2 separate regions of the Capra hircus genome follow, and region 2 is linked to region 1. A link is a contact called in public Hi-C data. All regions are on one chromosome and are shown on one strand. Each heading gives the region's core, a stretch centred on a gene start, on an enhancer-like site or on the middle of the called end of the contact. The rest is flanking DNA. Distances are from core to core; before and after follow the strand shown.

Region 1 (5,597 bases), core at 1,144-3,643:
TTCATATGCCTTTCAGAAACTCAACCAAGAATCAAAGCTGAGAGGTCACCCCTGCAGCTCGTTTTCAGATGGTCTTAAATTTTACTTAAGAAGGAAGAATTTGGGATTGCACACACAGGGGTTGCTTGTGCCCACCTGGGTCGTAATCAGCTTCTCACTCACCTGGGAGGACAGAAACAAGGAAGACGCTTGAAAACCCCAAGCGAACCTTGTTTGGAATGATTGGAGGAGAGTAGGAAGGAAGGTAGCTATTTTAATAGGAAAAGCAATGAAATGATCATCTTTCTGTTTCTAATCTTTTCACTGTGTCCAGAGGTAGGAAATTACAACCTCTGGCCTCCTCTCAGGCAGGCCCTTGGATCCCAGGCTCTTGGGGGTACCCAGGGATCTGGAAGTCACAGCCATTCAAGCAGCAAGGAGCAGCTCCAAGGGTCCAGCCTGGCCAGACTCCTGCACATTTCACACCTGTACTCTAAGAGGAAACAGAACCAGAGGGCTCTACCTCAGTTTCATATGTAACATGGGGTGAAAACAGTGCCTATCTCAGAATATATTACTATTATTATTGGTCATGGCTACAACTTGACTACATGCATTGAAGGCTTGCTTGCTCTAGGCCAGGCTTTGGGCTAGTCACCAAGCCTGTCACAAACAAAGCCTCGCTTGGCAAGTCTCAGAAAGATGAAATCACTGGCCTCATCCAGCTGGCTGCACACACACACTGACCCCAGAACTGGTGGGACAGAGCAGGCCTCAGCCTGTGACAGGTGAGTAGACGGGGAAATAGGTGGATGGGATGCGACAAGTCCAACTCCTTCCTTTAGAAGAAGTGTTGGAAATTTCCATGTGTTTCCTTTCTGCAGTCTTTGACAAATGTTCCACAGGAGAACAAGGTTTGGCTGTGAAATACCTCATCTTTTCCCAAAGAAAAACAGCACCTCTTTTTTCTTTCTTGTAAGTGATGCAAAACATTTCACATGGCCCCAAACAGATCTAGCACCTTAAGGGTCGGGAGCTGGGGACTTCACCAAACACATACATCATTAAAGTTCCCCCTGAAGTTAATGTTACCACTGTTTTGTGCCCATGAATAAAGCATTAAACAAATATTGAACCTGAGACACCTCATTACCCAAGGTCGTTAAGCGGCTCAGAACACCACAGCTACATTCGAAGCCAATTAAGAGGCCTCACACTGGGTGCTGGAACCACATGAGTGGCTGGCACGACCCCTAGCACATAGTAGGCACCTCGTAAAACATGCAGAGCAATTCAACAGGATCCCCCTGCCCTGGAGATTACCTGACTCCACCAACATGCTCTTAGCTCCCAGCCCTCAGGTCCCCTAGGCTGCACGAGACACAGACTACAACACTCAGAGTTGACAACAGCTGTGAGCACAACAAGCAAATGATCGACACCAATGGTAAATACCAATGATTTCAGCTTTGTTTCCATTTAATTTTTTATTATGGTAAAATGCACAAACAAAATTTACCACCTTTACCATTAAGTGTGTAGCTCAGTCATGTTCAACTCTTTGCAACCCCATGGACTGACTATAGCCCGCCAGGCACCGCTGTCCATGGCAACCCCTCGGTGGTGGTAATGGAGGGGAGGGGGTTCTCCACAGTTCTGCACCAGGAGGACACAGACCGTGAGATCCTGAAGCTGGCCCTCCTAGGCTGTAGAGAGCCTCTTGTACATGATCACTGATGGCAAAAAGATTACCCAGAAATAAGACTGGGAGGAGCGGACGGAGAAAAAATGGGTAAAAGGGGGAGAGAAGGAGGCAGAGGAAATGGGAGAGGAGGAGGGGGAAGAAGCTAGGGAGAGGGGAGGGGTAACAACATCAGATCCCATTTTTATTGCTATGCAACATGTCAATCACAACCAGTCCATTCTGAAGGAGATCAGCCCTGGGATTTCTTTGGAAGGAATGATTCTAAAGCTGAAACTCCAGTACTTTGGCCACCTCATGCGAAGAGCTGACTCATTGGAAAAGACTCTGATGCTGGGAGGGACTGGGGGCAGGAGGAGAAGGGGACGATCGAGGATGAGATGGCTGGATGGCATCACTGACTCGATGGACGTGAGTCTGAGTGAACTCCAGGAGGTGATGATGGACAGGGAGGCCTGGCGTGCTGCGATTCCTGGGATCGCAGAGTCGGACACAACTGAGTGACTGAATTGAACTGAACAGTATCATTTTAGTGACCAGATGACAGTCTTTCAGCCTGGCATGTAGTCTCAACTCTGCCATCCAGAAATCCCAGTGGTAGAGAAGGTGTATCTGCTGGTGCCCTGGATGACCCGGAGCAGGCAGGTGGCAGGACCCACAGGAGCTGGCCCCCCTTTTGCCGCACTCTCCATCCTCCCCACCCACATCAACTCCCAGGTGACTGCATCCAGCCCCAGGGTTCCAAAACAAGCCAGACGGTGACTCAAACTTACCCCTCCAGCCACAGCTCCCCCTTCCATGCAGACGCAGTTCTGACAGCGATGTCAGCAACCTCTACGTGGCTCCTCCACAGTGCCCACCACACCCACTCCTTCCGTTGCTGCTCTCCCACCCCAGCCAATCTACCAGCAAATCCTGTTGTCTCCATGCTCAGTACACACTAGGAGCTCAGGCTCATTCCCACCCTCCGAGGTAGCGAGACTGCCCCTCCTCAGTCAGTCCTCAGCATGGCCACCAAAGGGAGCAGGTTAGAAGCCAGCCTGGGGCCACAGTCCAGGCTCTTCCTAAGGGCTTCTCCAAGTCAGAATAAACCCTGAGACCCTCAAATGATGCCAAGACCTCAGGACCAGGCCTGAGCTAACCTCCAGACCGCCATCCCTGACCACAGTCCACTTCACTCTCTGCTGTAGTCACATTGGGCTTCTAAGCTTCCTCATACTCCACCCATATCCATCCTCAGGGCCTTTGCACCTGTCGCCCCACAGTCTGGGGCTCTGTCCCCACTGTCGCCCCACTCAATCCTCCGCCCAGCGTCTCCTATTCAGAGAGGGGCCCCACCCAATCACCACCCATCTTTTTTCTGCTTTGCCTTTCTTCCTAGCACAGTCACCACTTGACCATCTCTTTGCTTTCAGTTTCTGTAGAGTCAGACCTCCTGAGGAAGAAAGCTATGTCTATGAAACAGCATGTCTCAGGTCCCAATTGTGTCAACTGATGACAATCGGAGGCCCATGAGGGTTCGTACTTTACCATCCCAGCTCATAAACTTTAGTGACTCAGGGACCCACACACATTAGCATGTGCTTTGCTTTATGCCTGGCTGACTTTCCATGCTTCACACACACCTTTGACCATGAGCTCAGCCCCCAGAACTGCACTCTGAAGTCCAAGGACATTCCAGTTAAAGATGCCTCGCTTTTCTGTCTTGCTTTAAGTACAGTAACTGGCATCATCAGCTGTCCTCAGCTGGAACCACGTGAGATGGCAGAAGGGATGGCGAAGGCGGTGGACAGACCACTTGCAGCAGACGCAGCACAAACGCTGGCAAACATATGAGGAGCTGCTCACACCTCAATTAAGCAATGCCAGTTAAAAGGCCACAGCAACAGCACGCTTTACCTCTCACATTGGCAGAGATTCAGGGGAGGAGGCATGCCCGGTGCAGGTGTGGGGAAGGGAGGCCCTGTCACTGCTGCATGGTGGGGTCGCATCACAGAAGCACTCAGAAACATCACTACACCTGTGTCTGCAGAGCGGGTCCCACGCTGACCTGAGCAGAAACCACAGGCAAGAGTCACCCCACAACTAGCATTCATGGCAACACCCTGAGTACACCGTCTCTTCAGACACAGAGAAATCAGAGAGCTCACGCACTGATGGGGGAATATGAGATGGACAACGGTGCACAGGGACCCCCTGCCTGCCGGTGCGGGGGACATGGGCTCAACCCCTGGCCCAGGAAGACTCTACATGCCGCAGAGCAACTAAGCCTGTGATCCTCAACTACTGAAACCCGCCGGCTCTGGGGCCTGAGAGCCACAATTAGTGAGCCTGTGTGCCTTACTGAAGCCGGTGCGCTCTAGAGCCTGCGTTCCATGACAAGAGAAGCCACTGCAATGAGAAGTCTGCACACTGCACTGAAGAATAACCCCTGCTCACCAGAACTAGAGAAAAGCCCACACACAGCACTGAAGACTCAGAGCAACCAAAATAAGTTCTTTTTTTAACTTTGCTATAAAAATAATAATAATAAATAAACTTAAATTTAAAAAAATAATAATAATAAATAAACAAATAAAATGAGGCAGTGTTTTCCACCATGGAAACTTGAAGCAGCTCCTCAAAACATTAAGGAGAGTTACCATATGACGCAGCACTCCCAGGTACATACCCAAGAGACATGAAACATGCTGACACCAAAGTCATAAATAAATGTTCACAGCAGCATTATTAATAATACCCCAAAAGTATCAGTAACCCAATGTCTACCAACTGATGAACAGGTAAACAAGATGTGGTCTGTCCTTGCAATGCTTATTATCCAGCCATAAAAAAAGGAATGAAGCTACAGTGTGAGTGAAACTTGAAAAAATTATGCCAAATGAAAACAAGCCAGATACAAAGGATACATACTCCATCTATATAAAATCGGAAAAGTGAGAAAGTAGGTTAGTGGTTTCCAGGAGTGAGGAGAGAAGGGAACAAGGAGTAAGTGCTTAATAGGTATAGAGTTTCTTTTAGGGGTGAAAATGTCTGGAATTAGGTAGCAGTGGCAATTGTACAACCTTGTAAATAAAGCAAAAAAAAAAAAAAAAAAAAACTAAATCACTCCAAAAAAGGTAAATTTTATGGTATGTGAACAATATCTCAGTTTTTAAAAATACAAACTGCATACAATTTTATGTTACTTAAAGTGAGACCCACATGAAACAGATGCTAAAGCCGTTTCAGGATCCACATCCAGAGGATCTCCTGTCCTTGCAAAGAGAAGAGAAGTTCAGAGATGGCCCCCCGCCCACAGGGACACAGAGGTGGAGAACGAGCCCAACCCTCACAAAGGAAAATCTGAGGAAATCATTTTTTTTAAAGTGATCACTTTAAGAATTTCACAAATAACATTTATTGATCATATTCATAATGGAATCTCACCCACATTCACAGCAACTCCACTACAACTAAAAATCACCTGATGATAAATAACTTGCATTGACTGAGAGAACAGCGACTATCACAGACTCTCCCTGATTTGATGGCTTTTGTTAAAGACCTTGAGGAGGATGGACATTTTTGTTGATGTTCTTGACAGTAGCCGTTGATTCCAACTTCATACCCAAAAAAGCTGGCTAGAAAGCAAAGAGAAAAGCAATTACTAGGAACTGACCCCCAAAATGAAACCACACTGGCCTTGTAGGGCCCGTGTGATGAATCTCCCCGCGGTGGAGGGTGGAGGAAGCCCCGCTGCACAGCAGCATGCACACTCGGCCACTAAGGAGCCTGCGCAGGAGACAGGGAGCCCCCCTGGCTGGCTCACTGTCCAGGCTGCAACCTGAGGCGAGGCACTCAGCCCCCCCAGCCCCCTCTCCCCTTCTGGGCTCCAAGAAGAACACCAGCTCTGCAGAACTGTAGAAGGAACTGA
Region 2 (5,597 bases), core at 1,748-4,247, 74 kb after region 1:
TTGTGCTAAAGAGCAAGGATGACACAACAGTGATTTGACCAACAGCCAATAGTAGCCCGGACAACAAGGAGGGTTGGATATTTCTCCCAATCAGAAAGAGAAGAGGCGGGACAGGCCGGGCAGGCCTGAAGAGCTAACTTAAAGCTCAGTGTGACTTGCCCTCCATACTGAGTGTGGCAAAATAACCCTAACGTGTTCTGTACTGCAGGTTAACATTTCATGCCTTATTTACAGATTCGCAGAAATAGCGTGGTAGCATGATTTACAGCATTGCTTCACTAATGCTGGGACATCATATTCTAGCAGTTACCTTATATCCCCCATGATTGTGGTCATTTCACGTTAGGAAAAAGGAGTAGGGTGAGAGTTATTTAAAATTGACCCTGCTTGGCTTTCTAGAATGATTATGTGATAGTTTAAAAAGTACCATGAGGTTTCTGGAGAAAGCATTGAATAAATTCACATGACAGATTTGTTCTTCTGTACATTATGTAGATTATTTAAAAGATGAGTCATATTTGCTATTTGTTTAAAAATAAATCTTGCTATGCTTATATTAACTAGCTTAAAATAATTCATGAGTGATATTAACTGACCATTCAGAATATCATTTACTACACTGAATGTCTATTGAACTGCAATCTGAGGGCACATGAAATTTTTCACATTCAAGTACATTTGTTTTCAAAAGTTTACATGAAGTTACAGTATCTCTTAGTTGATATTTGTTTGCATATAACAAATTAGTCAACTTTACATATAATTTATTTCAATATGCTTTTCTTTCAGGCTCATGAGATAACTACACACCAACTGCTTTAAATTATTTTCTAAGATATCTATGGGGTTGTGTGGTTTTAAATTCAAGTAGGAATTTTAAATAAGACGATAGCAATCACTGTTAATATGGACTTCAATACTTGAAAAATCATAGAGTAATCCTGTCCCATCACTGTAATAGCCCTTGTGGTAATCCCTGGGGCAGTGAACCCAAGGCTTGAGGTAATTTGGTAAAGCTTTATGGATGCCTAAGGGACTAGAAAATATGAAACCCTTCTTACCCTCCCCCCAGTTCCATATGCCTGATATCGATTTTTTTTTCACTCTTCTTGCATTGGGAGCAGTTGTCCAGCAAGGGAACAAAAAGTCCATTTCTTACAAGGTAGCAATTAAGCCAAAAAAGCACTCACCAGTCAATACTCAATATCATAAAAACCCAGAAAAGAAAGCAATACACCGTCCACACTCTCATGGAGACTTTGAAACTGATCATTTTGTGTTTGGCAGAAGGTAGGTACTCTTACAGGATTCCCCCCATCCCAATCTTTGCAGAATAAATACAAAAATACTAAGAATGCCCATGGAGCTTAAAACCTTCCTTTGGAAACCAGATAGAATGTTTAAGTCCTCTTTATTTTTTAATTGGATTCTATATAGTCTTGTTGTTTAAAAATTTATTTGCTAATTTTATTTGACCATGCCAGGTCTTAGCTGTAGCGGGCAGGATCTTTGAGTTATGATCTTGCAGCATTATGAACCCTTAGTTGCGCCATGTGAGATCTTGTTCCTCAGCCAGAAATAGAACCCAGGCCTCCAGTACTGGGAGCATGGAGTCTTAGGCACTGGACCACCAAGAAAATCCCTAAGTCCTCTTTATTAACTGTACCTTATCAGAGATTTTTCAAGGTAAAGAACTGTGACAGAAAGGGGGGTGGGGAACCTGGGAAAGTGACATACACACAATACAGTGTTCTTTTGTGAACGGTGACACAGTAGAGAGCCACAGCTACCATCACTGTTCTGGCAGTGGGGGTAATTATACAGCAGACTCGGCTTCTCTGCAAAGGAAGAAATTCCAGCTGCACTGAAACCCTTTTGAGAGCTGTGTTTTAGTAGGTTCTGTATGTTTGTATAATAAATGTTCATTAGCACAATCCAAAGACTTTATCAAACAGATATTATAAGAAAGGCTTTTTTCAAACTCAAAAAAGGGGAGAACACTTTCAAAGTCCAAGATATTAAAAAGCAAAACCAATCAAAGAATCAAGTGCTGTTTATTCACATACCTGTTTATTAGATGTTTGAACTGGGCAATAACTGACTTGCTCACTAAATGCTTCATAAGAGATCTGTATTCTACCAGGTCACTTCCATCTGCTCCTCGGAAAACACCTGGAGTTCTCAAATATAGTACAAATGAGTCTGAGACTGAGAAAAACGGTTAGGTATTCAAGGTAGTTCCGCTAGCTGGTCACCGAAAGCCTGTGAGGACTGAATATGGGTAAGGCTCCCTATTTAAGAGAAGAGCCGAGAACAGTGAAAGGTAGTGAACTCTGCCAAGTGCGGACAGGCAGGTGCCCTGCCATTGCAGGTGATGCCCGGGGCCCCCTCCACCCCACAAGTCACCTAAGGCTGAATGTCAAGCCCAGGGCACCGACTTTCTCCAAAGCCAGACTCGACTGACCATAACCTGAAACAACGCAGTTTTGGCTCTTTTCCCAGTTGGGACAATGTGTGATGGAAGTTATCAGTTGACAGTTTCCTTAGAAAAGAAAACAGATGTCCTTGACGTGGAAAGCCAACAAAGACACAAAAAGCCGCCGACGGAAAAGAACCAGCAGCTTCCAGCTGTGAGCTCTCAGAAGGCAGGGGCACAACAGGCCTTTATTTTCCTGTGGAAACATCGCTGGCCACCGTAACCCGCACGGGAACAGGAGCGAGGCCGCGCCCCTGCAGCTCTGCCAGGGGAGCAGCACCGCGCGTCCGCCGGGAACGTGCCCGCGGGGACGGCCAGGTTCCTGGCTCGCGCTCCCCGGGCCCATCGCCGGTCGCCGCGCGCCCACTCGCTCCCGCGAGCCCTGGCCGGGCCCGTTGCGCACGCGCGCGGCTCGCTCCTCGCCACTCACGCGCTTCGACCCCGCCCCGGCCGCTGCGCGCGGCCCGCTTCCGCCACGCCCGCCATGGCGGCCGCCGCGGCCCGCCCCTGGCCCCGCCTCCCGGGACGCCGCGCAGGTCACCTGACGCGGCTGCGGGCTAAGGAGACACAAGAGAAGTCGCTGTCGCCACCGTCGGAGCTGTCGCCGCCTCCGCCGCCGCCTGGACCCTCCAACTCGCCGCCCCCACCCAGCGTGCAGCGCCATGCCGTCCGAGAAAACCTTCAAACAGCGCCGAACCTTCGGTGGGTGCCGCGGGCCGGACGCTGTCTGAGGGCCGGCGGGGGCTTCGGGGCCGAGGCAGCGGGGCCCGGCCGAGCTGAGGGGCTCCGGAGAGGGCGGACGGGCGGAGGGCTACGGGGCTGAGGGGCCGAGGCGAGCTGAGGCGGGGGCTGCGGGAAGGCCGGGCCCGGGCGGCCGAGGGAGTCGAGGCAGGGAGCCTGACGGGCCGAGGGCCGCCGGGCCTGGGGGTCTGAGGGGCCGAGGGCGCGCTGGCTGGGAGCTGCTGAATCACCTTTCGGCCCGGGCGGCCGGCGGGCTGTGAGCTCGGGGCCGTCAGCGCTCCAACCCCGGGGTGTTCGGGCCCTCCGACAAGACGAGCGCTAGTGGCGCGGGGGTGCAGTCCTTGTGGGGGAGTCTGGCCCAGAGCCGGGCCGGATTCTCAGAGGTGGTGGCACCGCGGGTGCACGTCTGGGTCATACATGGTCCCTTCAGACGTCAGTACCTCCACGGAGAGGGGTCCTCATGCCCGCCCCTTCCCCTGCAGCCCCGCGTGGCTGCGACGTCTTGGTCCTATTTGTGGCACAAGCGAGAGGGTGGGTGGCTCTTTTTCTCACTGGCTAGCGACAGCATTCTTTGACACCAGCGGCAAATCCGTTCTTTCCCAATTCGGGCTGGACTCCCTACTTAGCATGCTGGTGTTTGGTGGAAACCGAAAGTAACACCATCACAATACTTACTCCTGCACAAAACCGATGGGAAGGAAGTGATTGGTGCTCCTTTTAAAGCAAAACAGTGCGGCAATACCATCGTGGCCTCCTTGTATATCCCCTGTGTAGGGCTTGTTTGTTTATCTCAGGCCAGGTGGAGTAGGGCGGGACCAGCGTTCCTTCCTGTCTTAATCTTCTTTAGGATCTTGAGCAATATCTGCTGTCTACTTTGGTCTAGTTTCCTGGAGTCTGGAAAAGAGACAAGCGTTCATTTGAACCTGGATATGGTTTTGTAGATCTCATTATCGATAATTATTTCCTGTGCCTGAGAAACTCCAAAAATGAAATTCATGTTGATCTGAAGAGCATATCCTTTCAGCCTCTTGAAGCAGTTGGCTGGTTAGCAAGATTTAGAGGTGTCTTGTCTTGTCTTTTTTTTTTTAATAAATTTTTTCTATAGTGACCTTTGTGAACTAAGATATTCGTGAATATTAGTTTTTGGGCAGCCCTGGGAGCAGATTTGGAGCGGATTTGCCATTGTACCTGGCTTCTGTCCTTACTGACTGGCATTAAAAGTTAACTGGGGACGTTTGTATGGGAAAGATGCCCGTTTTCTCATGACCCCGATACTATAGTTAACTTTCTTTTTGCTTAGAGTACTTTTAGGTTATCTAGAAAAATCCACGAAGAAGAGTAGGTAGTAAGAGTAGGAAAAGTGAGGAATAATGAGAATAAAAGTGGAAATAAATGACAATAAAATAATGAATTAGAAGGAATTCACCTGGTGCCCGTGGCCCTCAGGGTAAACCAGCAGGAATGCCTTCCTTTTTCTCCATTCGTGTGTGTTGCATATACTGTATTTGTGGGCTTTCCTCTTTGTTCACCTTGATTTACTACCAGTCCTTTTTTTTTCTCCTTGTCTCCTGACTCTTGATTCGTTTTTGTGGTTTTTTTTTTTTTGTACTCTTATTGAGAAATGACATTCATTACTGTGTAAATTTAAGGTATTCAGCGTGGTGACTTGGTTTACGTATCTTGTGCAGTGACAACTACAGTAGGTTCAACTAACATCAATAAAAAAGGTATATTTTCTCCTTGTTATAAGAACTAGTATTACCCTCTCCTTTTTTTTTTTAAAGGGCTTAAAAGTCATTTTGCAGAAGAATATATCATTTAATGGCTATTGCCTTTCCTTGCTATTGATCATGATAATCAGCACTGATAATTTTTTTGTAGCACAGTAAATGAGTCAAATCAGTTCTTTGGAGATACCTTTTTTGTAGAACCTAAGACCAGCCCCAGTTAGCTTGAGCAATAAGTACTCTTCCCAAGTGAGTGAGTTGGGTTAATTAAAAATTGAGTATAGCTCTGATACGATATATTCTACCAGGGTTGAATCTTAGAGCTCACCCAAAACAACTACTTCCTTTTGTAGCCAAGGAAACTGGGTGGGGCCCTGAGAGGTGGAGATCATGGTCCGCCTAGTGGCACAGTCTGGACTTGTCCTTCAGCCCTTCGGGTAAGAATTCTTCCCATCCTCCAAGAGGCAGCCAGTACATGAAGTGGACTAGCACTGAGTCAAGAGGCAGTGGTGTGTCCTTACAAATATTTTGCATAATTTTGTGAACTTTAAAGTTATACTTGAGCAAATATTTTTGGATTCCGTTTTCTCAAATGTCATAATTTCACTCTAGTTTCTTTTGGGTTGCCCTAGTTTAATAACAGATCTGTTTTC

Evidence for each region. Hi-C and Micro-C count contacts between places; a contact is called where the count stands out from the background.
Region 2: a Hi-C map of liver shows a contact between it and region 1, with 2.4 times the contacts expected there. The contact joins the promoter of MAP1LC3B here to the enhancer-like site in region 1. A contact is called at or near these places in 3 of 5 Hi-C or Micro-C datasets (blood and liver).

The regions. Positions count from the first base shown.
Region 1 is chr18:14,293,653-14,299,249 of ARS1.2, forward strand. It overlaps C18H16orf95, which reads right to left. Exons shown (of 6, transcript XM_018063264.1): 6 at 5,092-5,304. The coding sequence ends at 5,286. Among named protein-coding and RNA genes, the nearest start is that of C18H16orf95, 14 kb to the right of the region's middle. Within about 2 kb of position 2,394, at least 1 of the 5 cell types and tissues checked has an H3K27ac peak or open chromatin away from gene starts, as enhancers often do.
Region 2 is chr18:14,366,955-14,372,551 of ARS1.2, forward strand. MAP1LC3B (microtubule-associated proteins 1A/1B light chain 3B) reads left to right here and starts at 2,998. Exons shown (of 4, transcript XM_018061829.1): 1 at 2,998-3,178. The coding sequence starts at 3,139.